Linked DNA regions of Sus scrofa: all the other regions are linked to region 2. The links are chromatin contacts, called in public HiChIP or PLAC-seq and promoter capture Hi-C maps. All regions are on one chromosome and are shown on one strand. Each heading gives the region's core, a stretch centred on a gene start, on an enhancer-like site or on the middle of the called end of the contact. The rest is flanking DNA. Distances are from core to core; before and after follow the strand shown.

Region 1 (3,851 bases), core at 1,247-3,746, 50 kb after region 2:
TGTTGGGTCCACAGGGCATCTTCAGGTGAACTCCAAGTTCAGGCCTAGCATTGTCCATCTCCACACCATGTTCTATTATTTCACTGCCTGTTGTCCTCTTTAAGAACTACTCAAAAATCAGACTTCAATCAGTCCAACACAAGTTCAATCACCTACAAACTGTAAATCACTGGATGTCCAACCATTTGCACTTTTCCAGCCTCATCAAACCAGGGCATCCAATTACCAGGAATACCTAACACTTCTAGTCTTGTGTGATATTTATGTACAGTTGACCCTTGAACAATGTGGAGGTTGGGGATGTCAACCCCCTTGCATTCAAAAAGTCCACTTCTAACTTTATAGCCAGCCCTCTGTATCTAAGGTTCTGCATCCTTGGATTCAATCAAGCTGGGATTATGTGGTACTGCTGGACCAGTTCAAACCTGTGTTAAGAGTCAACTGTACTTTATTTGCCCATTAAGTGCAAGGCTTTCTTTAACAGCTGAGAGAATTTGCTAAGGCTGAGGAGAACAGATTAAGATAGCCAAGAGCTAAGCCAAACTGAGTAATTTTTTTAATGCTTTTTTTAAACTCTAAGTAAAATATGTTGTTCAGTCCTTTTTTCCATAGCTGGTATGTGTTTATGATATTTAAATTATTTCACTACTAAATGTGGTACATTTTGGATTCTAACTGCCAAATTGTCAGAGGTGGCACGGGTGGAATCAACAGATTATAAGAAAGACAGCAACTCCCTAGTATAAATGGATGACAGCTAGCTAAGGAAACAGGGGGCTTTTCAGGATGTATAAAGAGCAGCCTGGTTTTTCTAAAAGTGTAATGTTTCAAGACTTCCCATCCATTTATTTTATTACATATTTTGATAACCTTCTATGTGACAAGGAAGTCTTCTACTGTTTTTAATTTTAAAAAAATTTAAATTTAATTAAAAAAATTTTTTTGGTCGCCCCAGGCCAGGGATGAATCCAAGCTGGAGTTGCTACCTATGCCACAGCTACAGCAAGGCTGGATCCTTACCCAATGTGCTGGGCAGAAGATCAAACATTCCTGCTGCTGCAGAGACACTGTCCACCCCACTGGGCCACAGTGGGAACTCCTATTTTTTAAACTTTGCTCCCTTTCAGTAAACAGCAATCTCCCAAGGCTGGTGTTTCTGAATACACGACCCATGCCCTTTTCTCTTGGAATCATTCTTTCATTAACCCCAGGGGAAACTTTGAAGGTTCATTTTACATAGAGTCTCATGTAAAATATTTCCCATTTTTCTTCCTCCAAACAAACAACTAGTTTATGATATAGCCTGTGCTGTTTTGAGTTTAACACACACAGTGTTTCTCCTATGCCCCAGCCTCCCAGTGGAGATTCAATCTGGTAATCTGAGGTGGGCAAACTTGCTCTGCCAAGTACTGTTATGGTGAATGTTCTCGGCTTTGCAGGCAGCTGCTCAGTTCTGCTGTTAGGCAGCAAAAGTGGCGGGAGACAATACATAAGCAAATGAGCGTGGCTGTGTTCTAATAAAATTTATGGACACTGAAATCTGAATTTCATATAATTCTCACGTGCCAAAAAATCTGCTGCTTCTGATTTCTTTTAAGCCATTAAAAAAATGTGAAAACCATTCTCAGGTGGTACAATAACAGGCGGCAAGGGGGCCGCAATTAGCCGAATCCAATGCTACAGAAATAAAAATTTTCTCCTGCCCTAGGGATCATGACCTGACTCTGCCCCAGTGACTTCTCCCAACAACCTGAACGGTCTCTAGAAGGCAGACTCCCATTTTAAGGATTATTAGGGGGCGTGAGAGCACCACACCATCACGAGTACACGTCCTCCTGGGCAGGCCACGGATCAGTCCCTTTATGGTGGTAGGAGCCTCAACAAGGCTTTCAAGACACAACCAGGCTCGGGCTCCAGCGCTGGAACACTGTGGAAATACCTCCTGGCCCCAGAGAGTCGGCGCTGCGCGGCGGGGTCTATCAGGTACTCACCCAGCGCCAGTTCGAGTGCTCCCAAGCAGAGCGGCACAAGCAATTGCCAACCGCACGCCTCTCACTAACCCTCCGCAACCCCCGAAGCTCGTTAACCGAGACGCCCACAAGTCCTTCCCCCGCGCCCCTCCCGGGTCAGAGGTGGCCCAGGGTAGAGGTGACAAACCCCAGGTTTCCGTCCCACCCGGAGCGGACGCGGCGCCCGGCTCCAGCCGGCGTTGGGCGGGGCGGGACTCCGGAGAGCGTGGCCGCGTGCGCGCGCTCGCGCTCCTACACAGTCCAGCCCTTTCCCCTCCTTGCCGCGCGCCCCTGGCTGGCCCTGGCGCGAGCCTACGACGCCCCCGTTCGGCTCCGGCTGATTCTGCCGCCGCGCGCGCTGTCGTGCGCGCCTCCCGCGCTCCTGCCTCGGGGAAGCTGGCAGCAGGGGAGCCAATTAGCGCTCGGCGAAGCGGCGGCCACTTCCTCATCTGTCCGGCCGCGCGCTCCGGACGGGTCTGTCGGCCGCGGGGCGGGGCGGGGTACTGCGCGGAGCGGCTCTGCCAGCTTCTGCTTGTCTGGCTGCCAAGGGTGGACGCAGGTCCTTGAAGGCGCCCCGATGCAAGCCAGACAAAAAGAAACTTTGGGGCGCCCGGAGTGCCGAGTGGAGGGGCGTTCGTTTGGCTTTTCGTGCGTGGTCTACAGGATCAGCCGCTCCAGGAAGAGATGTCGAAGCCGCCACCCAAACCGGTCAAACCAGGTAAGGGAGGTGCTCGCGGGTCCCCTGGCCGCCGCGGTGCTCTGCGCTCCCTTTGCCACTTGGCAGGGCAAACCAGACACGTACCCGGCCCCAGCCTCGCTTTCGAAAAGGGACCCACCGGGATAGGAGTTGTTAGCGTTGCTGCTGCGTTCGCTGTAGCGGGGCGATCAGTTTGGATAGCAAGAAGATTTTCGAGGAATTTAAAAAATTTTATTTTTGAAGAGGAGTCACGCTTGGCTTTGCAACATTGTCATTAGCGGCAACTTTCCAGGCGATGCGAAGGCTACGTCCCATTGAAGCTTTCCTGGAAGACAGGGCCATTGATCTCCCTTAGGAAAAAAAATAAATGTCTTGAAATGGGTTTTTAGCCACTTCCTCTTTTTTTTTTTTTTTTTTTTCAGTGTGTGTCACTGTCAAGTTTGAGTTCTTGACCGGCCAAAGGGAACGGGAAGTGCGCTGCTTGTAGGGTGGGGTGCGTGAGCGGGTCTTCTTTGGGACTTTTGAGAGGAGCTGCGTTCGAAAATTGACCTCGAGATCTTGAGGAAAGCTTTTACAAAAGTGTACTTGAACTCCGGACTAGAAGAATCTAGGCTGTGGCAGGATAATCTCAGCAATTGCTATTCGGAAGTGTCATTTTATCAGGCAATACAAGTCCTTTGCCTCCACTCCCCTAATGAATTTGGCTAAATTGGAGAGGATGAGATTACTAAGTTCCTCAAAGCAGCGCTAAAGAGCGCTTGTAGTCCTTGTTCATTTTTATTTTATCCTTAGAATATTTCCTGGGATATGGAGAAAGGAGAATTTAAGAGGGAATTAATTATTTCAGTTCAGTACTGTAACAGACTCATTCATGCATTCATCCGGTAGGTAGGTACAGAAAACATAGGAAATGGAAGATAAATTCTCAGTTTTTTTCTTCCATTCTCATGTAACATCAGTATAACGCAGGCTGAAATTTAGCCATCTAGGTCAATTTCAAAGTAACCTTGTTTAGGAAGATAATATTTTCTTGATCTTCCTAAATTTTAGTCAAGCACTCCATCTTCCCTTGTTTGCCCTCACATGTGGTAGTTTCCAGTCATTTTATTTGAAAATTAGGTACATGTATGGCATGGTCGTTCATT
Region 2 (3,832 bases), core at 1,017-3,516:
AAGATATCTCCCAATATTCTTTCTAGATTTTTCAACAGTAAATGTACCAGACTTTTCTGAACCTACCACTCTTAGCTATCTAATGTCAATTTCTGCCATTCCCTCTATCTGATTCTTCCAGGCACAGTACCTGTAACAAATTCTCTGGTTATCTGTCTTCCTCCATCTGTTAATACTAAATAAAATCCCCATACTACAAATAGGCTTTTGAGCTGCATAAGTAATGCAGTCCATGGTTCTTATGCCTGGGTTTAATTAGTAAATTACTTCATCAGCTTTCCATTTCAAAAATTCATGTCACATATGTAATCCGAATTTAAATAATTTTAATTTTTTTTTCTTCTTGGCTTTCATAGGGCCGCTCCTGCGGCACATGGAGTTCCCAGACTAGGGGTCTAATCGGAACTGTAGCCACCAGCCTACGCCAGAGCCACAGCAATGCCAGATCCGAGCTGTGTCTACAACCTACACCACAGCTCACAGCAAGCCAGATTGTTAACCCGCTGAGCAAGGCCAGGGATCGAACCCACAACCTCATGGTTCCTAGTCGGATTCGTTAACTGCTGAGCCACAACGGGAACTCCTAAATCTAAATAATTTTAAGCTTTTATTAAGCAATTTTTTAAATTCAAAATAGTAACAAAATAGCTTAGCCATTAGTCACAAATTGACAAACAGAATGACAAGTGTACTTCTTTGCTACTGTCTTATTTGTTAAAAATAGAGCTCCAACAACATGCCAAGCTGTAGTGACATAAAAACAAATAAGGCTCAATCCTGCCCTTGGGGAGGTCAGTCAAGCAATATAAAAAATTTGCATAAAGCACAGCAGGAGCCCATCTAAGGGAACAGTTTTACTTGAGTAGGAGATCACATCTATCTGATTCCAACTGCAGATTCAGAACAGTCATCAGTGGGCTCATCTCCTACACGAATTAAAAAAAAAAAGTGTTTTATTTACCTGAAAATCTAGTTGTTTAAAGCTCCTTTTAGATCTTGGAATTATAGTTTTGTGACTAAGCTATTTTAAGATGTATCTAGAAGAAAAGTGGAAATAAGTAAGTTTAAAAGTCCTACCACTGTTGCCCAACCCACAATGAGAATTCGATACATATTTGCAGAATAAAAGTGGCTCCTACAGTGCTTTCTCTCATTTCCCTCCTTAAAAATGAGCAAATTTTAGAACATCTGGCCTATCTCCGACCTTAATTTCACCCACAAGTTAAAGACATTGAGTGGCCTCCTTCACTCGCTCACCACAAAAATGCCTTGCGTTCATGCCGCCAAAGGGGGATGGGGTCGAAGTATTAATGCTGCTCTCATAAGAACTGGCAACAGTTTGGAAAAAAACGTCCTACGGCATCCCACGTGTAGGTGAACTTGGGCTCTCCGTTTGGTCAGTTTGGAGGACATGGACAACACATACAAATCATGCCCAGCACTGGAAGATTTACCTCCTTCTATCTGAAATTCCTTACAACACTTTTCTGGTCACCCCCACCGGCCTCAATGCCAAACCTTTAACAAGAGATGGATGGCATGAGGGCTAATCTGATCCTGAGGTCAGAAGACAAGGGGCTGAGCGGCAGACGACGCGACAGACACGCGGGTGTGCAGGTCCCGGAGGGGCTAAGGTGATGAGAGGAGACTCCGGGGCCCAGAGGTCAGCTCAGGCAGCGCGGTTCCGACGCCCCGGAGGCGTGGTGGCAACCGGGTGAGCGCAGCGGGCGCCACGCTGCCGGCTGGTCCGCAGCAAGCAGCTGGCGCCCCGACGGGCTGAGCCGGGGTCCGCCACAGGCTCCTTACCCGTAGTAGCGGAAGGCATTAATGATCTTCCAGAAGTGCTCACGCTCTAGCCTCTCCTCCTCTTCCTCGGTACTGTGCGCGACCGCCGCCGCCGCCGAAACCGCCACGGCGGAGCCCAAACGCCCGGCGGAGAACTGCACCTCCACCTCCTCGCTCCCGTTGCCTCCCCCGCGGCCGCAGCCGCCTCCCCCACAGCCCTCCGGCAGCTGAGAGGCAGGCGGCGGAGGGCGCCGCCGTCGCTGCATCGCCGCCTCGGCCCTCGGCCTGGCTCGCTTGCGTCTCGCCGCGACTGAAAGCGTGGTGGCGGCTGCTCGGCCTTCCTCTAGACGGCGCCCGCCGCGGACATGCCCCCAGCTCGCGATGCGCTCCACCCCCGCCGCCCTCAGGCCTCCATCCGCGCCGGGCTCCGCCAGGTCTTCAGAACGCCCGGAACAAGCGCGCATGCGCATCCGTGAGTACGCCGAAGGGCCGCAGCCACCTGCGCTCATTTGCTGTCCGGCTTCGGCGAAGGCGCGCTGACGACACGACGATGCGTGAGGTGGGCGGGGCTCTGGGCCGAGGCGGGGGGGGGGGACTCAGGGCCAGGTGGGTGGAGCGAAGGAGGAGGTTATTGGTGGGTTGGGATTGGCACCTGCGAGCCCCGCCTGGTTCGGGTTTAAGAGCCTCCAAGAGCTGAATGAAGAAATGGGCCGCTGAACTAAGGCTAGCATATTAGCAGAAGAGCGAAAGCAGAAAAAAAAAATTAGCTTTGATGAATTTATTCGGAACTTTTATTTCAGAAAGTCTGAAGGAAGTTCTTGCATTCACCCTAATTTGTTTTAATTAATTTCCTAAGTGAATTTCTATTCCTAATTGTGTAAAGAGAGAAGGACCCCATCATCTTTTTGGTGTTTAGGGACCTTCGAAAGTCCTAATCCAACCCTGGACTGGTGGTGGCAGCAGATCGGGGAAATGCAGGAACCTAACTCTATCTGCTAGTTGCGCACAGGAGCAGTAATGCGGTGCAGCACTAATATCTAATGGTGGCCCATAGCAATGCTGGACTTAACCACTTCCTTTTCGTCACCTACATTCACTTTTTACCCCATTTCTCTCTGGGCTCACGGATAAAACAGCTGTCCTACCTTCATTCAATGTTATTCTTAGGAAATAACTCATTCCACTCAATTTAATAAACCCCCAGCAAATTAGTCTTTCAAATAAGAGCAAAAGAAGAAAGGTTTTATTCAGGAGAGTTAAACTTGTCCAGGAGCCACAAATGCTGTTAAAAACATATAATGATATTGAAAAAGAAGTAGCTTCATTTTCATAAGTTAAATAAATTGAAATAAAGGCAAGGCTAAAGAAAAATAACTGTGGTTATTCTATGTTAATGTTACATTTTTATACTTTACGAAGCTTAAGGTCTGTTTTTTTGAAGAGTAATGCAGTAATATATGGTTCAAAATTCAAAAGGAAATTACAAAGGATTACAAATATAAAGTTTCTTTAACCTGCTCTTAGGACCCATATCCCCCTTCTAGACACAATATATCAATTCCTTGCCTGTAATTCCAAATTTTCTGTCCAGTACCTCCTTTCTTAGAGTCTGGTGTTTGAAAGTTATGTATAAATTCTTATAATATTAACTGTTACCAATACTGTTTTCATATGCACACACAAATTATACATGTCCTAACTGGTGACATATATCATGCTATGTAACATTTTATTTAATATTTTATATTTTAATTGTTTTTCTCTATTACCCTTTTTTTGTTTCTTACCTCAACTCTGTGAAGGAAACATTGTTATCTTTCTTTAATGAATAAAGAAACAGATTCAGAGAAATTAATTGTCTTGCCCAGACACATATAAATAGCAGAGCTGAAGTACATTTATTCATTCACTCTTTCCAAGAAATACGTTGATTGCCTCCAATTTCTCTTGCACTGAGCTAAGGGCAGCTAGAAGCTAGTGGAAACATGGACTTCTCATTTTCACTTTGCCAGTTACTAAGTGTGACCTGTTTAAAAAGTCGCTTGAG
Region 3 (3,842 bases), core at 929-3,428, 47 kb before region 2:
CCTAGGTATGGGTGGGATACCAAAAACAGTCACGTTTTCATTTTACACAGTAATTATGTGCATACCAAATAAGTCCAGATGACTATCATTCTGGCTTTTTTATTCTTCAGGTTTTGCACATTGGTACATGATTTAATTGGAAATTGTTTATTCTGTTTTCAAACTATAAGTGCTATCATTCTGTCTTAAGCTGATTTGAATTCTAAAAGCAGTCTGAAGAAAGAAGTCTAATGCTCATGTTTTCTAAATTCAAAGAAAACTGGGGGTAGAAATATTTACAATTTATAATTTCATCCATAAATGCTCATCATAATAGCTGTATCTTTTACAACACAGAAGAAAAGATCTTTCCCAGCTATAAAGATTCCCATTATTTTATTGGCAAAGTACCTGATAAATTCTCTGTAAGATACCTAAGACAATGGAAAAATGTAGGGTGAATGCTAAGATGTAGTGGTTGAGAGAATTTGCTGAATTCCGAGCCCTGAATTTGGTTCTTCCATCCTGAAAGCTGATCAAACCCAGAACTGCCAAAACTCACCTTGAACTCCTAAGACTAGACCAAATTGCCCCCAAAATACATAATGCCAGCCACAAACATAATTTAAAATTTTCTAAAAGTCATATTAAGTAAAAGAAACAGGTGAAATGAAATCTATTTTATTCAATCCAAGACCTCGAAATTATTTCAATATCATCAATGTAAACATTTTTGAGACCTTCAAAATCTAGTATCTAGTATTTTACACTTTGAGCACGTCTCAGTTTGGACTAGTCACATTTCAGGCGTTCAGTTGCGTCGCACAGCCAGCTAGCGGCTGCCACAGTGAATAGCACAGATCTAGACAGAGCTTATGTGCAGAGATGGGGCAGGCTCATTCCCAGGGAACTGAAACTCTCCAAAGATCCTCATACACAGGATTTACCTTAAGAACTAAATTAATTTTCAACAACGATCCTCTTTCACAGGATCATATTTAACACTGAGTTAAAACACCTTTTCCCAACATTCGGAAGCCCTTTTTCTCTACCAAGAGTTGTACCATGCCTAAAGGATGTCCAAGTGATGGCTACCACAACGGTCACCCTCTTTAGAAAGAAAATTACCACGAATTCCGGGGGAAAAAAATCATCGTTAAACGAAAGAAGGTGCGATACACCTTTCTCCGACATTTGTTGTTGAGCTGAACTTATTTAGGTTCACAGTCAACGTCTTCACCAGGCGCTAAACAGTCTGTCAAGACCAGATTCCCTCTCACACAGCACAGGTGCAAGGCCACTTTTCCCCCTAAAGTATCTTAAAACTCTCTGGGGCACTTGGTGTATTTGGCGGGGGGCGGGGGGGGGGTGTTCGTTCCTACGGCGGGGACCCTGTTTTCCAGCTTTCGGAGTGTCGTGACGGAGGCAAATCTAGACCCGATCGATTCCTTCCCGGGACGCGAAGTGCCCGGAAAAGCGTGACCCCTTCAGCCCTCACACGCCCCCGCCCCCCGAGCGCCCAGCCCACCGCCAGCCCCTACCTGGCGCGGTGCTGCCCCCCATTCTCCCCGCTGGGGCTCTGCGCGCCCCGCCCCGTCGTCGCCACTGCCGCTCGGGGGCCGGACGCTCTGGGGCTCCTCCCCCGGCCCGCGGGGCCGTACAAGCGGCTGCAGGAGCGGCGGCTCGCCGGTCTCCAGGCCGCGGCCCTCACGCCCCGGGGCGCCGGTGTCCCCGCCGTCGCGGCGCTTACTGGGCGAAACCGAAGGTTCCGTCATAGCCCCCGCGTCTATTTTACGCTTTCGTGGAAGCTCTGGGACGCGGAAGGGCTGCCTGGGATGCGAGGCCCCCGGCGGCGGGATCCAGAGCGGCGGCGGTGGAGGCGGCGGCGGCTCCTCAGGGAAATCGCACAGCAGGAGCCGCTTCCAAGGCACGTGGAACGTCAGCGGCTCGGCCGCACGCCGCTTGGCCATGGGTCCCGAAGGCTCGGGCGGAGCCCGCCCGGCGCGGGAGGCCGAGCACCGATAGCTGCGGGGGCGAGGGCGGGGCGCGAGAGGAAGGGCGAGGACAAAGTCTCCGCGAGACGGCTGCTGGAAGATGCAGTGGGCGGAGGGGGTGGGCGCGGCCGGTCCAGCCCGGCCCTCGTGCACCGCCCTTACTGCAGCCGAGGTGCTGCCGGACGTTGGTGAGCAACTGCGAAGCGGCGAAGATTCGAACCTGCGCACAAATGTGCGCGCGCGCAGTCGCGCCGGCGGGCGGAGCCGCTGGTTGGTGGAAGCTAGCGGGGCGAGCTCCCGAGCGCCCCCGCGGCCGGAAGTGCGCGCCCCGGGGCGAGACGGGAAGGCTGCGGCGGGTTTATTAAAGGCCCAATCTAATCGCCCTGGGAGGGTGTGACGTTTTCTCAGGGGCTGGGAGGTGCGTGTGCAAATCCCAAGCTTGAAGTGTTTATATTACTGTTACTTTCCTCTAGTTACTGGCCACCGGGAAGTCACCAGGAAGTTAAAGCAGAATTAATAAACACACTTAAAACACACAATAAATTAGTGTTAAGAAGCTCTGGCGCTACGTTAAGTGATTATTAGAGACATACTGTTTGTACACTCAAGGCTGAGGGAAGTGGCTAAAGCCAATGAGCAAAATCAAAACAAAAAACCAACGAGAGTGTGTTTTTCGGTGGGTGCTGTGGAATGTGAATAAGCACTACATTCCTCGATCTTTTGATTAAAAATTCATTGGTGATGTTACAAAGATGTGCAGCTCATCTAAGAGCTAAGCCTGGGGCACAGCTCTTTTCCAACTAAAACCCGAAATTGACTCTTAAATTATGTAGGAATCTCACAGAGTCCCTGCTTACTCTGCATGGTGGTCATAAGTGAGATTCCAAGAACTCTCTTAAAATTGTGTGTTATCAAGAAGAAAAGTGAGGAGAGGATAACAACAATGTATTTACTACGCCTTATATTTTAATAGTTGATAAAGACAGTAAACAAGTAAAGAAATGTAAGGAGGAAAATTATAAGTGCTTTGAAGAGAGAAACTGCTATGTTCTTCTAGAGAAAAAGTTTGCAAGAAAGATAACTGTGTTCCATCCGGTTGGAATTACCTGTATATTAATTACCCCACGCCCCTGCACCTCAAGGCTGTTCTGAGAGGATAAGCTAACCACTTGTTTATAAGTAAGTACCACTATATAGTAAGTAGGGTAGTAAACATTAGCTTTTCCGTTTGATCTTTCCTTTTCCTCTCATTCCTTTTTTTTTTTTTTTTTTTGTCTTTTTAGGGCCTCACCCGTGGCATATGGAAGTTCCCAAGCTAGGGGTCTAATCAGAGCTGTTGCTCCCTGTATACGCCAGAGCCACAGCAACACCAGATCTGAGCCACATCTGCGGCCTACACCACAGCTCATGGCAATGCCAGATCCTTAACCCAGGGATCTAACCTGCAACCTCAAGGTTCCTGCTCAGATTCATTTGTGATGCTCCATGATGGGAATTCCTGTTTTCCTTTCATTCCCCTGTCTCTCCTCTGGTAACCACCTGTTTGTTGTGGTTTCTATGACTGGTTCTCTTGTTATATATGCGCATTTGTTTTTTTAGGTTCCAAGGGTAAAAAATCATACAGTATCTTTCTCTGACTCATTTCACTTAGCATAATATCCTATAGGTCCATCTATATTGTTGCAAATGGCAAGATTTCATTATTTTTCATAGCTGAGTAATATTTCATATATGGATCATTTTCAAGCCTGGAAGCTTAGGGCTAGATGTGCATTTATCTTTTCAAAGTGTTTTCATTTTTTTTAGGTATACGTACCCAGGAGTGTAATTGCTGGATCATATGGTAGTTCTGTTTTTAACTTTTTGAGG

What was found. Promoter capture Hi-C pulls out the DNA fragments that hold promoters and counts their contacts. HiChIP or PLAC-seq counts read pairs in DNA pulled down with a chosen protein or histone mark.
Region 1: a contact with region 2 is called in an H3K27ac HiChIP or PLAC-seq map of skeletal muscle. The contact joins the promoter of OSTF1 here to the promoter of CARNMT1 in region 2. A contact is called at or near these places in 9 of 47 Hi-C or Micro-C datasets (alveolar macrophages, blood, embryonic fibroblasts and 4 more) and 2 of 2 datasets of contacts at active chromatin or transcription factors (alveolar macrophages and skeletal muscle).
Region 3: a promoter capture Hi-C map of fetal liver shows a contact between it and region 2, with 2.7 times the contacts expected there. The contact joins the promoter of C1H9orf40 here to the promoter of CARNMT1 in region 2. A contact is called at or near these places in 2 of 5 promoter capture datasets (fetal liver and liver), 10 of 47 Hi-C or Micro-C datasets (alveolar macrophages, fibroblasts, heart right ventricle and 4 more) and 2 of 2 datasets of contacts at active chromatin or transcription factors (alveolar macrophages and skeletal muscle).

Annotation. Positions count from the first base shown.
Region 1 is chr1:228,139,663-228,143,513 of Sscrofa11.1, forward strand. It overlaps OSTF1 (osteoclast stimulating factor 1), which reads left to right and starts at 2,497. Exons shown (of 10, transcript NM_214005.1): 1 at 2,497-2,727. The coding sequence starts at 2,694. It overlaps NMRK1 (nicotinamide riboside kinase 1), which reads right to left and starts at 2,228. Exons shown (of 9, transcript XM_003121961.4): 1 at 1,992-2,228.
Region 2 is chr1:228,089,992-228,093,823 of Sscrofa11.1, forward strand. It overlaps CARNMT1 (carnosine N-methyltransferase), which reads right to left and starts at 2,267. Exons shown (of 8, transcript XM_003121964.5): 1 at 1,807-2,267. The coding sequence starts at 2,255. It overlaps LOC106507622 (a long non-coding RNA gene), which reads left to right and starts at 2,265. Exons shown (of 4, transcript XR_002336413.1): 1 at 2,265-2,344.
Region 3 is chr1:228,043,047-228,046,888 of Sscrofa11.1, forward strand. It overlaps C1H9orf40, which reads right to left and starts at 2,179. Exons shown (of 2, transcript XM_003121960.4): 1 at 1,521-2,179. The coding sequence starts at 1,949.